Regions from separate parts of the Canis lupus genome. Here region 1 is linked to region 2. A link is a contact called in public Hi-C data. All regions are on one chromosome and are shown on one strand. Each heading gives the region's core, a stretch centred on a gene start, on an enhancer-like site or on the middle of the called end of the contact. The rest is flanking DNA. Distances are from core to core; before and after follow the strand shown.

The links. Hi-C and Micro-C count contacts between places; a contact is called where the count stands out from the background.
Region 1: a contact with region 2 is called in a Hi-C map of blood, with 4 times the contacts expected there. The contact joins the promoter of CRCP here to the promoter of CHCHD2 in region 2. A contact is called at or near these places in 2 of 9 Hi-C or Micro-C datasets (amygdala and blood).

The regions. Positions count from the first base shown.
Region 1 is chr6:719,199-725,606 of UU_Cfam_GSD_1.0, reverse strand. It overlaps CRCP (DNA-directed RNA polymerase III subunit RPC9), which reads right to left and starts at 5,143. Exons shown (of 6, transcript XM_038538992.1): 1 at 5,001-5,143. The coding sequence starts at 5,008.
Region 2 is chr6:494,523-500,871 of UU_Cfam_GSD_1.0, reverse strand. It overlaps CHCHD2 (coiled-coil-helix-coiled-coil-helix domain-containing protein 2), which reads left to right and starts at 2,629. Exons shown (of 4, transcript XM_038538984.1): 1 at 2,629-2,836; 2 at 4,652-4,898; 3 at 5,641-5,791. The coding sequence starts at 2,787.

The DNA of each region.
Region 1 (6,408 bases), core at 3,894-6,393, 220 kb before region 2:
GAGGCAGAGACACAGGCAGAGGGAGAAGCAGGCTCCATGCAGGGAGCCCAACGTGGGATTCGATCCTGGGTCTCCAGGATCACGCCCTGGGCCAAAGGCAGGCGCTAAACTGCTGCACCACCCAGGGATCCCCAATTACAGGTGTGTTTTTTTTTTTTTAATTTTTTTTTAAATTTATGATAGTCATACAGAGAGAGAGAGAGAGAGAGAGAGAGAGAGAGAGGCAGAGACACAGGCAGAGAGAGAAGCAGGCTCCATGCACTGGGAGCCCGACGTGGGATTCGATCCCGGGTCTCCAGGATCGCGCCCTGGGCCAAAGGCAGGCGCCAAACCGCTGCGCCACCCAGGGATCCCCCCAATTACAGGTGTTTAAAGCAAATATTCCAAGTGATGTTTAAAGATGTTTAAATCTTGGGTAGCCCCGGTGGCTCAGCGGTTTAGTGTCACCTTCGGCCCAGGGCATGATCCTGGAGACCTGGGATCGAGTCCCACGTCGGGCTCCCTGCATGAAGCCTGCTTCTCCCTCTGCCTGTGCCTCTGCCTCTCTCTCTCTCTCATGAATAAATAAAATCTTAAAAAAAAAAAAGATGTTTAAATCTATATTTACACGTAGACAGTCACTTAATTTCCTTAAGTAATGAATTGACTGAAGTTGACTTGCTATTTGAAATACAACCTGTGAATTTTGCTCAACTTGCTGAGTCAATTTAATGGATGTAAACAACTACTTTGGAAAACTGAATTCTGAATAAACAGAACAAAATGATCTACTGGCTGATTTTCTTTAGAAACACATATACACATGCAAACAGCACCTTTTAATTGCAACACAATTAGCTTACGTGTGCAATGACGAACAGAACTGCTCAAATTCTATGTTCAACCTATATTATTGATTCAAGTCATGTTCTGCAAAACTAATAAACTCCAGTACAAGAAAACTGGGCAGATTTCAAAGTCAATAAACGTAATCTGTAGCATTCTCCTAGGAGCTAGCAAACAAGTATCCTCTCTCCAGTCCTGTTACCCAACTGTTTATAGGACCTATTAGCTAACTTTAAATCCTAGTATTTCTCGCTGTAAAATGAAGGAAATTCTGACAAGATTTCAATAAAATGATACAGAACATAAATAATCCTTTCTCCCTAATTATGTATCTTAAGTTCAAGAATTAAAGAGTAGGGATGCCTGGGTGGCTCAGTGGTTGAGCATCTGCCTTTGGTTCAGGGTGTGATCCCAGGGTCCTGGGATCGAGTCCTGCATCAGGCTCCCCGCAGGGAGCCTGCTTCTCCCTCTGCTTATGTCTCTGCCTCTCTCACGAATAAATAAAATCTTAAAAATAAATAAAAGAGTAAAACACAGGGGTGCATGGGGGGCCCAGTCAGGTAAGCATCTGACTCCTGGTTTCAGCTCAGGTCATAATCTCAAAATCCTGGGACTGAACTCCATGCCAGGCTCCGAGTTCAGCATGGAGTATGCTGGAGATTCTCTCCTCTTTCAACCCTTCCCCTCTGCTTGCATATGCACATAATCTCTCTAAAATAAATAAATAAAAAATTTTAAAAGAAAAGAGTGAATGAAAGCTTTCCAGGTATATAAATAATCCTAAAACATTAGACAAAGTTAGCCAAATAGCAAATACCTTATATGTAAACAAATACCTAATTTTCCTATATCTTGTATCCTTTTGCCTGAGGAAAATTTCCAAATGACAGTCAAAAAGTTATTTTTTAAAATTCTATCACTTAATGAAATGAAGTATAAATATTCCTCACCTTTAAAAAATTTCTAGTATATTTGTATATGTATTATTCACTCAACAGGTATTTACTCAGTGACTGAAGAAAAAAAGCAGTAAAAACTCAAAAGAAGTTTTCCTTTCATGCTTCCTCCTCCCAGGTCCTAGGAATGCCTGAAAGAGCATTGTTTGTCCTCTCAGAGAAACAGGGTTCTGCTGAAGATCCTCAGGACCACACTGCCAAGGATCACATCTCATTTTGGAGGCCAGTAAGGAACTAGAAGTTAGGCCTCCAGACCTTTCCATTCCAGGGGTCCTTCCACTCTCAAATGACATTCCTAAAGAAAGCTCACTTTCCCATAAACTGCTAGCAGCAAAATTCTTGATTTTTTAAAAAAGATTTTATTTATTTATTCACAAGAGACACAGAGAGAGGCAGAGACATAGGCAGAGGGAGAAGCAGGCTCCATGCAGGAAGCCCGATGTGGGACTTGATCCCAGTACCCTGGGATCATGCCCTGAGCCAAAGGCAGATCTCAACCAATGAGCCACCCAGGCGTCCCTCTTTAATAAGTCACCAACTCCTTGGAAGAATGGACAGGTTGCTACAGAAGAAAAAACTCTTGATTCAAATAATTTTACTTAGGAAAATCAGAAAATCTACATGCCCAGCAATTAGTAAACTAGCTAATTCAATTATATTAATTTTTAGTTAATTTGTTAAATTAATGAAGTATTGTTATATTATTTCAACAACCCTCTGCTGAATTCCTAATGTGTGCCAAATGCAGTGCTAAATACTAGGTGAAAAGACAGCAGTCCTTGCCTTCATGGAACTTTCTCATGAGCGAGACAAGAGGGAGACAAGGCACTAAACAAGTAAATATACATCTATTATTACAACTTTAATTATTCAAAGGAAAAATAAATTATACTAAGAGATAAGAGGAGGACTCTTTTTGGACTGACTGAAATGGAAAAGCAACACTCAACCTGAGCTATCAAAAAGATAAAGAGGGAGCAGGACTGAGAAAAGTATACCAGGCAGAGGGAACAGCAATGCAAAGGTCCTGAAGACCTTGGAAGATTACAGAAACTACTTGACTGCCAGTGTTTGGGAGGTGGGAATTGTAACATGAGAGAGGGTTGGTGAGTAGATGAGGTTATATAGAATCATGTAGGTTCAAGTAAGTAATGTGGATTTCCTTTTAGTAGAACAGAAAGTCAATGAAGGGTTTTATACAGGGGGTGAGTTATCCAATTAATATTTTAAGATCATTCCAGCTGCTGACTGGAAACAGAATGGAGGGAGGACCAGAGTGGAAGCCAAAGGCTACTGCTTAATTTGGACCAGAGATGACAGACTACAGAGTTAGCAATGGAGATAATGAAAAATAGCTGTACACAAAATATATTGAAGGTGGAAATGACATGACTGGCTGATGGACTGGATTTAGAGATAAGGAAGGAGAGCTAGATTTTTGGACTAAGCAATTGGATGGATGATGAGAGAGAAGGGCTACACTTTTGGGAGTTATCAGCATAACTGATATCTCAGTAAAATGGGTAAAATGACCATGGGAGAGGGTGTGGACAGAAAGGGTCCCAAGACTGAGCCCTAGGACACCTCAACATTTAGAAGCCAAGCAAGGGAGAAGAGGAGGGGCAAACCAGGAAAGGAGACTGAGAAATAGTCCTTGACGTAGAGGAAAATGCAGACAGCGTGTCACAAAGCCAAAAGACCTTCTAGAGTTTTTTGTTTTAAGCAGAGTTGACACCTGAGTTTCTGTATCAACTGTTGCTGAGATCAAGAACATTGAGGCCAGAAAATCAACCTTTGAATTTGACAAGTCAGAGGGCTCAGGTAATCACAAAAATCCATTTCTGTAGACTAGTGAGGATGAAAGCTTATGGCTTTTCGGCCTTTTGGCTACGAGCAAGTGAGGATGAAAGCCCAACAGAATGATTGAGACTGAGGGGATAAACAACACTTCCAAGCAGTTTTGTTGTGAGAGGAAGCAGAAATGGAGCAGTAAGTGGACATGAGTGTGGGGACAAGGGAGTTTTTAAGATGTATAAATTAAAGCAGAATCGTATAATGATAGGAAATGCTTTTGTAAAGAGGAAAAATGGGTAATAATAACAGCTTGGGCTAGAGTAATAAATACATCTAAATGTTTTTAAAGTCGTGGATTAAACCCCATTAATGGACTACAAAATAATTTAGTGGGTCAGCATTCTTTTTTAATAAGAGACAATATGAGTATACTGCAATACACTATATTTTACAATATAGTAAAAGTATTGTTTCATGATGTTTTCGTTTCAGTTACATATATATACATTGTGTGTCTTTAAAATCTGAAAAATAACAGACCATTAAAGAGGCAAGAGAACACAAAAGAAAATGTGAGTAACCAACGTCGATGAGAACACAATACAGGTACGCCTGCAAGTTAACGTCGGCTACATAAAACCCACACGCGGGGGATCCCTGGGTGGCTCAGCAGTTTAGCGCCGCCTTCTGCCCAGGGTGTGATCCTGGAGACCCCGGATCGAATCCCACGTCGGGCTCCCGGTGCATGGAGCCTGCTTCTCCCTCCTCCTGTGTCTCTGCCTCTCTCTCTCTCTCTCTCTATCATAAATAAAAAAATCTTAAAAAAAAAAAAAAAAACAACCCACACGCGGAGCAGCTGAAAAAGTTCCATCCGCACGTGGTACTAAGCAAACATCACAGACACGGGCTGTTTCTGTTTCTGCGGTCCCCGTCCCGCCTCAAGCACCTCCTTCTTCCCAGAAAACCTGGCCCTGCCCTAGCAAGGCGAACTGCTCAACAAACTCGGACAGCACCTCTTCCCCAAGGTAGGCCAAGCTCTACCCCAGCACGTATCCATCTCTTCTGCAAGTAATTCCAGGGCAGACTCGGGGCTTAACACTTTCGAGGTCCCCGCTGGGACGCCGGGTGACGTCCCCACGGCGACCCAGGGCACGCTAGGAGATGAGGGTGGGGGGAGCAGGCACACCGCAAGGCCGCCAGGTCTCGTCGCATTGGGCCCCGGGCCGCAGGCACTGGGCGGGAGTAGGGACGAAGGTCTCGAGCGAGCAGAGCGAGGGTCCCCTTCTTCCCCGCGTCCCGCCCCAAGCCTGTCCCCCAAGCCTGTGTAAGGTGCCGCCCCGTGCCCCCGTGCCCCGTCCCCTCGGCCCAGCCGTCCCCAGCCGTGTGCGTCTACGCAAAGCCAGGAACGCGCCGCGGACGACTTACACTTCCATGTCGACCCCGCGTCGTCGCCTCCGGCCGCCAGCACTCCCGCAGCCTCGTACCACGCCGCCGCAGCCGACGCGGCTTCCTGGGCCAGCGGTGCGCAGCCCGCCGCCGAGTCCGCGCAGCGCGGGGCACGCCGGGATCGCCGCGGGGCACGCCGGGATCGACGCCGGGCACGCCGGGATCGCCGCGGGGCACGCCGGGATCGACGCCGGGCACGCCGGGATCGCCGCGCTGCACGCCGGGAGCCGGGGGGCCTCCGCCGGGGTGGGCCGCTCCGTGCGCTGCGCTTTGCCGCGCTTAGGGCTGTTAAAGCGGGGCGGGCAGGGCTTGGCTCCGTCTTCGGGTCTAGGTGATACAAAGCATAAACAGAGAGACTATGGGGTTAGCAGGCCTGAGTGGCGTGCGAACCCCAGAAGTCGGGGAGGCGGCTCGGTTCCGGGTCTGGGTGTTGGCTGCGCCTGCGTTCCGAGCCTGAAAGGTCGGCGGGGAGTACACGTCTGCGCGCTGTCTTGTGTTGTGCTTGGATAAAACGTGCCAAGGAGTGAGAAAGCCCGGCCGCCCAGGCGCCCCCCTCCCGGTCCGCGTTCCTGCTGGAGAGTTATTTGGCAAACAAAGATACAAAAAGTCCTAGGGACAAGCACAGACGCTGATCTTCCGGCCTTTGTAGGAGTTTATCCACAGAGAATTATGAGATGCGTGAAGAAGAATGGGTGTGTAGTGATTTTTCCCAGGGAGATCAATGAGGAATCGATAAGTCCTGTTGCAGTCGTACAGTCTATGTGCGTGTGTATGCGACCGGGAGCGATGAGGTAGCACACTGGGTGGGCTGGGGAAACGCTCAAGATAGGGTTTTTAAAAGATAGGAAATGAGGTTGGTGGGACTCTAGTGATCTAAAGAAAATAATAAGCAGGAAGAAAATACCCGAAGTCCTAGGAGGTAGAGCCACCTAATCTAAATATGTCTTGAGAGAACAGACGCGGAAGCTTGATGTCCATTATCTTCTAGAATTTTTGCTATGTCGGAAAATAATATTTGTTAATGATTATTTGAATAATAATTTAACAAATTAAAGACTGCAAGAAATGGGACGCCTGGGTGGCTCAGTGGTTGACCCTCTGCCTTCGGCCCAGGACGTGATCCTGGGGTCCCGGGATCGAGTCCCCCATCAGGCTCCCCGCGAGGAGCCTGCTTCTCCGCCTCTCTCTGTGTCTCTCATGAATAAATGAATATAATCATAAAAGAAAAAAGACTGGAAGAAAATAGCGAAAATATTAACAGTAGCAAATGTTAGACTTTAGATGTTAAGTCAATTTCTTTTTTTTTTCTGCTCTTTTATAGTTTTATCAGTTATTATTCGCTAAATTCATTTGCTTTGCAAGGCCCTTGCTACATGGTTTGTTATTT
Region 2 (6,349 bases), core at 1,380-3,879:
TACTCCAAACCCTAGTGGCTGAAAGCAACAAATACTTCTCTTAGTTACCAGAGGTGAAGAATTCAGAAGTGGCTAACAGGCTGGTTTTGACTTATGGTCATGATGTAGGAGAGGAATTAGGCTCTACTTTTTGAAGGAAGTGTCAGAATCTGTGGACCTACTGTAAACCACCATGGTATGTTTAATTAGCACAAGTGTGTTCATTTTAAACAAATTGGAAAATATGAACAAGCAAAAAAAAAAAATCACTATCCAGTAGATAACACCACTACTTAAGTGTACATAGTTCAAGTCTGTAAAATACTATGAACTCTCTCAGAATATAAACATGCTATGTATACTACTTTGTAATCTACTCTTTCACTTAGTATATTGTGAAGACTTTTTATGGCAGGTATTCTTTCATAATATTTAAATAGCTTCATAGCACTTCATCATTTGTATGAATCATGTAATTCTACATTGTAGGACACTTAAGTAATTTATTGATTTTTCCCTATTTCATACAACTTGTTAAATGAACATCTTAAAGCAAACTTCTTTCCACATTCATGACTGTTTCTTGAATTCTTAGATGTGGACTTTCTGGAACAGGTTTGCAGAATTTTAAAACTGGTACCTACCATCTGAGTAGAATTTTATTACAATCATCAGGGGTCCATTCGTCCAAACATTGGTATCAAATATATGTAACAATGCCTGCCAGAGTTACTTGTTCAGATTTCGATCACTGTATAGGATTTGTTGAAAATGATTAAAATCACTATGGAATGAGAAATTGTTACATAAATTTTATTAGAGTGATCTTCAGAATGTTTATACTGGCCAACTACAAATGATATGTAGCAGTATTATGAAATCTTTTTCGTTTTTATTAATTTTAATTTTTACGTGTTCTTAATCTGTTTTTGAATAAAGGTAATACATTAACTTTCAAAATCCAAAAGATAGGGCAGCCGGGGTGGCTCAGCGGTTCAGCGCCACCTTCAGCCCAGGACATGATCCTGGAGACCTGGGATCGAGTCCCATGTCAGGATTCCTGCAGGGAGCCTGCTTCTCCCTTTGCCTGTGTCTCTGCCCCCCCACCCCCCCACCGTGTCTCTCATTGATAAATAAATAAAATTTTTATGAAAAAAATCCAAAAGATAGAAAATGTTTTCAGTAAAAGTCCCCCCTTGGGCCACAGTCACTCTCCTACTGCCTCACGGTTAACAGCTGCAGATATTTCGTGCATATTAAGTCTTCTCTCCAAGCACACTGCACCCAATTCTGCCCTTCTTTCTCTTGACAGTTTATCATCATATCTTTCATAACAATATAGAGTTTATTCCCTTTTATAGCTGTATATTGTGTGCTGCGCCTTTTTAAAAAATTTGTATTCTACTGACAAGAATTTGTTTCCAATCTTTTACTAGGACAAAATAATCTTGCACAAATATCTAATATTCTCTCCTCGGAGTGGGAATTCATGATTCAGCCAGGTGCGATTAAAATCGTCTCTGTTAAAAAAAAAAAAAAAAAAAAAAAAAAAAAAAAATCGTCTCTGTTATGGATGTTCATTCTGAGCGCTTGTGCCAGGATGTCCTTATAAGGCTCCTTTCCTCCGTCTCTGCTTATGAATTCTCCAGAGAAATGTCACGTCATTTGTAAAGCTTTCATTAAGTTCTGTGAAAATAAAACTTTTTCATGACAGGTCTTTGGATTATTTACCCTTCGATTCCACGAACATTCTGCTGTTACTGGAGAGAATGCGTTGAACTCCGCGACCTCAGGCGGAAGGGGAAAATTTCTCTTCGACGTGCAAGCCACCTCCGCTCTCTCCCCTTGCCCGGAGCCCTCCCGGGAGCGCCCCGAGCCAGCTCCTCCGCTCCGGAGGCGCGCGGACGCGTCCCAGGGGCCCCGCTCCCTCCAGCCGCCGTGCCCGGCGCTGGTGCGAGCCCCTCCCCGGGGGCCTCACGCCCGGTCTCGCCCACCCTGCCGAGGCTGCCCGTCACGGCGGCTCGGGGTGTGCAGGCTGTCGTGTGTCCCCTCCTGACCCAAAGTCCACGAAGAAAGAGTCTCGTTGGAGCCAGCGCCCGGAAATCATTCACTACACTTTTGATTATCAGTGAACGAGCACTACCCCGATTACGGGCACAAGCGCTATGGCATGTACGAAAAGGGCCCGGAAAGGTAGAGGAGCCACGGTAAGGCATTATTACGGCCTGAGTCCACAGGTAAAATAAAAATGGGATCACCTCAGCTCCGCGGGCCCTGCCTAACGCATCCGCTTTCCTCCGTCCCGCTCACACCATGTGCCCACACGGTGCCTCAAAAGATCCTTACCCAAATACGTAACTTAATGCTGAGGAAAGTTAACTAAGGTCCGGTGGCAGCCGCGCCGACACCGGCCTCCCTCTCAGGGCTGGCTTCGTCCCCCCGTCACCAATAGAAACGTCGGCGGAAGGCAGCGACGCTTTTAAGCAAAAGCGAACGGCTCTGCCTCCCGCTGGGCTGGGAAAACAGGCGCGCGGGGCACCTCCAGGCCTTCCGGTCTCCCGGGGCAGCCTGGCGCGGAGCTCATGACGCACGCCGCGTCCGACCCGGCGCCGGCGTGGCGCGTGCTCTTCCAGTGACCTTCAGGGCCCGCGGAGACGTAGGCGCGCGAGGCCTCTGCCTGTGCGCTGATTGGTCGCACGCCGAGGCCAGCCCCACCCCCTGTTTTCCGGTCTCTGGCTCCCGCCGAAGCCTCTGGGGTCTTCGCCGAGTGTCGGGCTTCTGGGCGCCGTGCTCCTGTCCCAGTAGACATGCCGCGTGGAAGCCGGAGCCGCGCCTCCCGCATGGCTCCTCCGGCCAGGTGAGGCCCTTGCGGGGTCTGGGGCCCTGCCGACGCCGTGACGCATGCGGAGGCCGGGCGGAGGCTGGTGGAGGCCGCGGAGGGGGCGGCGGAGTGCTGGGCGCCGGCCGAGGGCGGGTGTGGGGGTGAGGGGGGTACCGCTGTGAGGTGGGCCCGCCCCCGCCAGGGCATCGTGACTGGGCTTTGGCCACATTTCCCGTTGGTGGCGAACTTTCTGATTTCGAATGCCCGTGAGTTCTTAAAATATTCGAGAGCTCATTTAAAAAATGCTTTACGTTTATTGAAGTGAGCTCTGCACCCGGCGTGGGGCTGGAACCCACGACCCCAGGATCTAGACGCCCCTCCCCCGATTCAACCAGCCCGCCCAGAGCGCATTTTAAGTTAAAACGGTCATATCCTGGAAGTAAATGAGTATTTGTAAGGGTAAACCGGCCCAAGCTTCTGAAGTAAATAAAAAGACAAAACGAGTATCGGTGAAAGGTAGTATAATGGGGAGAATGATTGCATTTCAGTAAACAGGGTAACCTGCGAGCCCACAGAGAGCGGTCCAGAGGCTCGGCCCAGCGACCGAAGCCTCCTTGTACACGACATCGTCTAATTCATAAAACACTTTAGAAATATACTGGTAGGGATCCCTGGGTGGCGCAGCGGTTTGGCGCCTGCCTTTGGCCCAAGGCGCGATCCTGGGGACCCGGGATCGAGTCCCACATCGGGCTCCCTGCATGGAGCCTGCTTCTCCCTCTGCCTGTGTCTCTGCCTCTGTCTCTCTCTCTCTCTGTGTGTGTGTGTGTGTGACTATCATAAATAAAAAAAAAAAAGAAGAAAAAAAAAGAAATATACTGGTAGTTACACTTTAACACCCGTAACCTTAGGGATAGATGTTATTCCTGTTTTCCAGGAATAAGGAAACTGGAGCCTCGGAACAAGTGACTTGTCCGAGGTCACCCTACCAGTAAATAGGAAAGCCAGGTCTGGCCCAAGTCTTCCAACAACCGGTTAGGGTGTTAAACACAGGACCACGTTGCTTCTCTGGAGTGAGGTGGATTGTGTTCAGACTGTATGCTAGGACTGTAGGACAGTCCTTCACTTAAGGGAAAGAAGCTGTTCTCCAGAGGACAGAAAAACCAAATTTTTATAAAGTGATGCCAGATACCACCTGATTGGAAGCAAATTCATAAATTTCCAACCTAGGGGCAGCCCAGGTGGCTCAGCCGCTTAATGCTGCCTTCAGTCCAGGGCCTGATTCTGGACCCCCAGGATTGACCCCCCCGTTGGGCTCCCTGCATGGAGCCTGCTTCTCCCTCTACCTGTGCCTGTGCCTCTCTCTCTCTCTCTCTCTCTCTCTCTCGGTCTCTCTGTCTCTCTCTGTGTCTCTCATGAATAAATAAATAAAATCTTAAAAAAATAAACTTCCAACCTAGCCTTATTTGGGGGAAGAGCACCCAAGGAAACAGTCTAAAAATGGCCAGAGGGGACATCATGTGTGAAGACTTATTCTAAAGCAGGATTGAATATTAGTGAAAGCCTCTAGCTGGAAGCCTTACCAATAACATAAAGTCACTTAACACGTATTTTGTATATATGTTATAATACTGTATTCTTAGAATAAAATAAGCTAAAGAAAAGGTTACTGAGAAATCATAAGAGAAAGCACACACAATACTTATACTGTGTTTATTGAAAAAAAATCCACACATACTGGACACATGCAGTTCAAACCTGTGTTGTGTGAACAGTACAGTTTCTTTAGATGACAGTATCCAAGCCTGGTAGGAAGTGGGCACTTTTCATGCTTTTTGTTCTTTTCTTTCTTAGCCGGGCACCTCAGATGAGAGCTGCGCCTAGACCAGCGCCAGCCGCTCAGCCACCAGCAGCAGCTCCGCCATCTGCTGTTGGCTCACCTGCTGCACCCCGACAGCCAGGTCTCATGGCCCAGATGGCAACCACTGCAGCTGGCGTGGCTGTAGGCTCTGCTGTAGGGCACACGATTGGGCATGCCATTACTGGGGGCTTTGGTGGAGGAAGTAACACTGAGCCTTCAAGGCCCGACATCACTTACCAGGTAAGATTTTGGGCAGTGTTTTCTTTCATTGGGTAGGTTACAAGAAAAGCTAGTTATTTGTCAGTTCCTTATGTATAGGAGCTGTGAATCCATGGTCCTCCTAACAGAAAATGGTTTGTCAGAAGCCATGTTTGGCAGTTGAGTTAGTGCTTTAGACCAGCATCAAGTACTGTCCACATTGTATTTGTTCCCAAGGAGTAGAATAGCAGTTCAACCTGATTCATTGTAGAACAGCCATTTTCCCCTTATTTTAAATTTAGTTTCAATCTTAAGTATTGAAAAACCTTTTTAGTAGCTTTAGTAGAGCTCTCTGACCTCTTATCTGGTATTTGCCACTGCCCCTCTTTCTGAAGTATGTGAATTTTCTCCTCTGATGAACCTCAGTGTGGACTCTGTTGTATTTCTGGTGTATTTGACATGCTTATCCGTCTATTTTTCTATTATAGTCCCACTTTCTCCTCTGAACTACATTGAACCCCACTGGTATTTAGATACGCATGTAATCATTTAACTTTATTTGCATCTTTGTTCTTGAATCTTTCTGATTTTACCTGGAATTTTGTTAAAGCCTATTTGCTTTCTGCCTTTAAAATTTCTCACTTTCCATGTTTTTAGGTAGTAACTTTAATTTGCATTTGGTTCTAATTATGTTTCCCCAGTTGACCTCAAAGATATTGGGTACTGTTCTTTGTTCAGGTGTAAATCTAATTTCTCAAGGGTCCTGAATGTTATGCCTTTGCAGGAGCCTCAGGGAACCCAGCCAGCATACCAGCAGCAGTTTGGCCCATGCCACTACGAGATGAAACAGTTCCTGGAGTGTGCCCAGAACCAGGGTGACCTAAAGCTTTGTGAAGGTTTCAGCGAGGTGCTGAAACAGTGCAGATTTGCAAATGGTAGGTAGATCGAGCATCTGCTCAGTTCAGAGCAGGGTACTCCTGGCCCTATAGAGCTATGGGAGTCTTTGTTTATTAAATTAAACTGACAAGTTAGAGGAGATTTTGTTTACATTCTATAAATAATCTAGTTCTTCTAACAAAGACCTGGTCCAGAGGTTTCTAGTCATTATATTAAGCTTTTACCAGTTATGTTGTGTATCTGATTTTTCCTCAGTAGAGATTAGTGTACCAGGTCTTGTTCTGTTTATAGGATGTGGGTGATCTGGCCATAAAGCTGTGAATGTAAGATTACATTCCATTTTCAACGAAGTCCAGGATGGGATATAAAGACTGATAAGTTATTGACGCTTTTCACACCTTATTTGAGAGAAGAGTTTATGCAGTTCCTCAGTGGAATTCTGAGATTTGGGAACACTGGAATGTTGGTAGTGAACTTGTTTTTATGTAATTTCCTCCTATTGCCCTAAAAATTCACAATTTATAAAATGCTCGTTTTCATTTTCCCACCTTCATTTAGGTACGAAACTGATAACCTAGGCTTTCACCCCTCCTTTT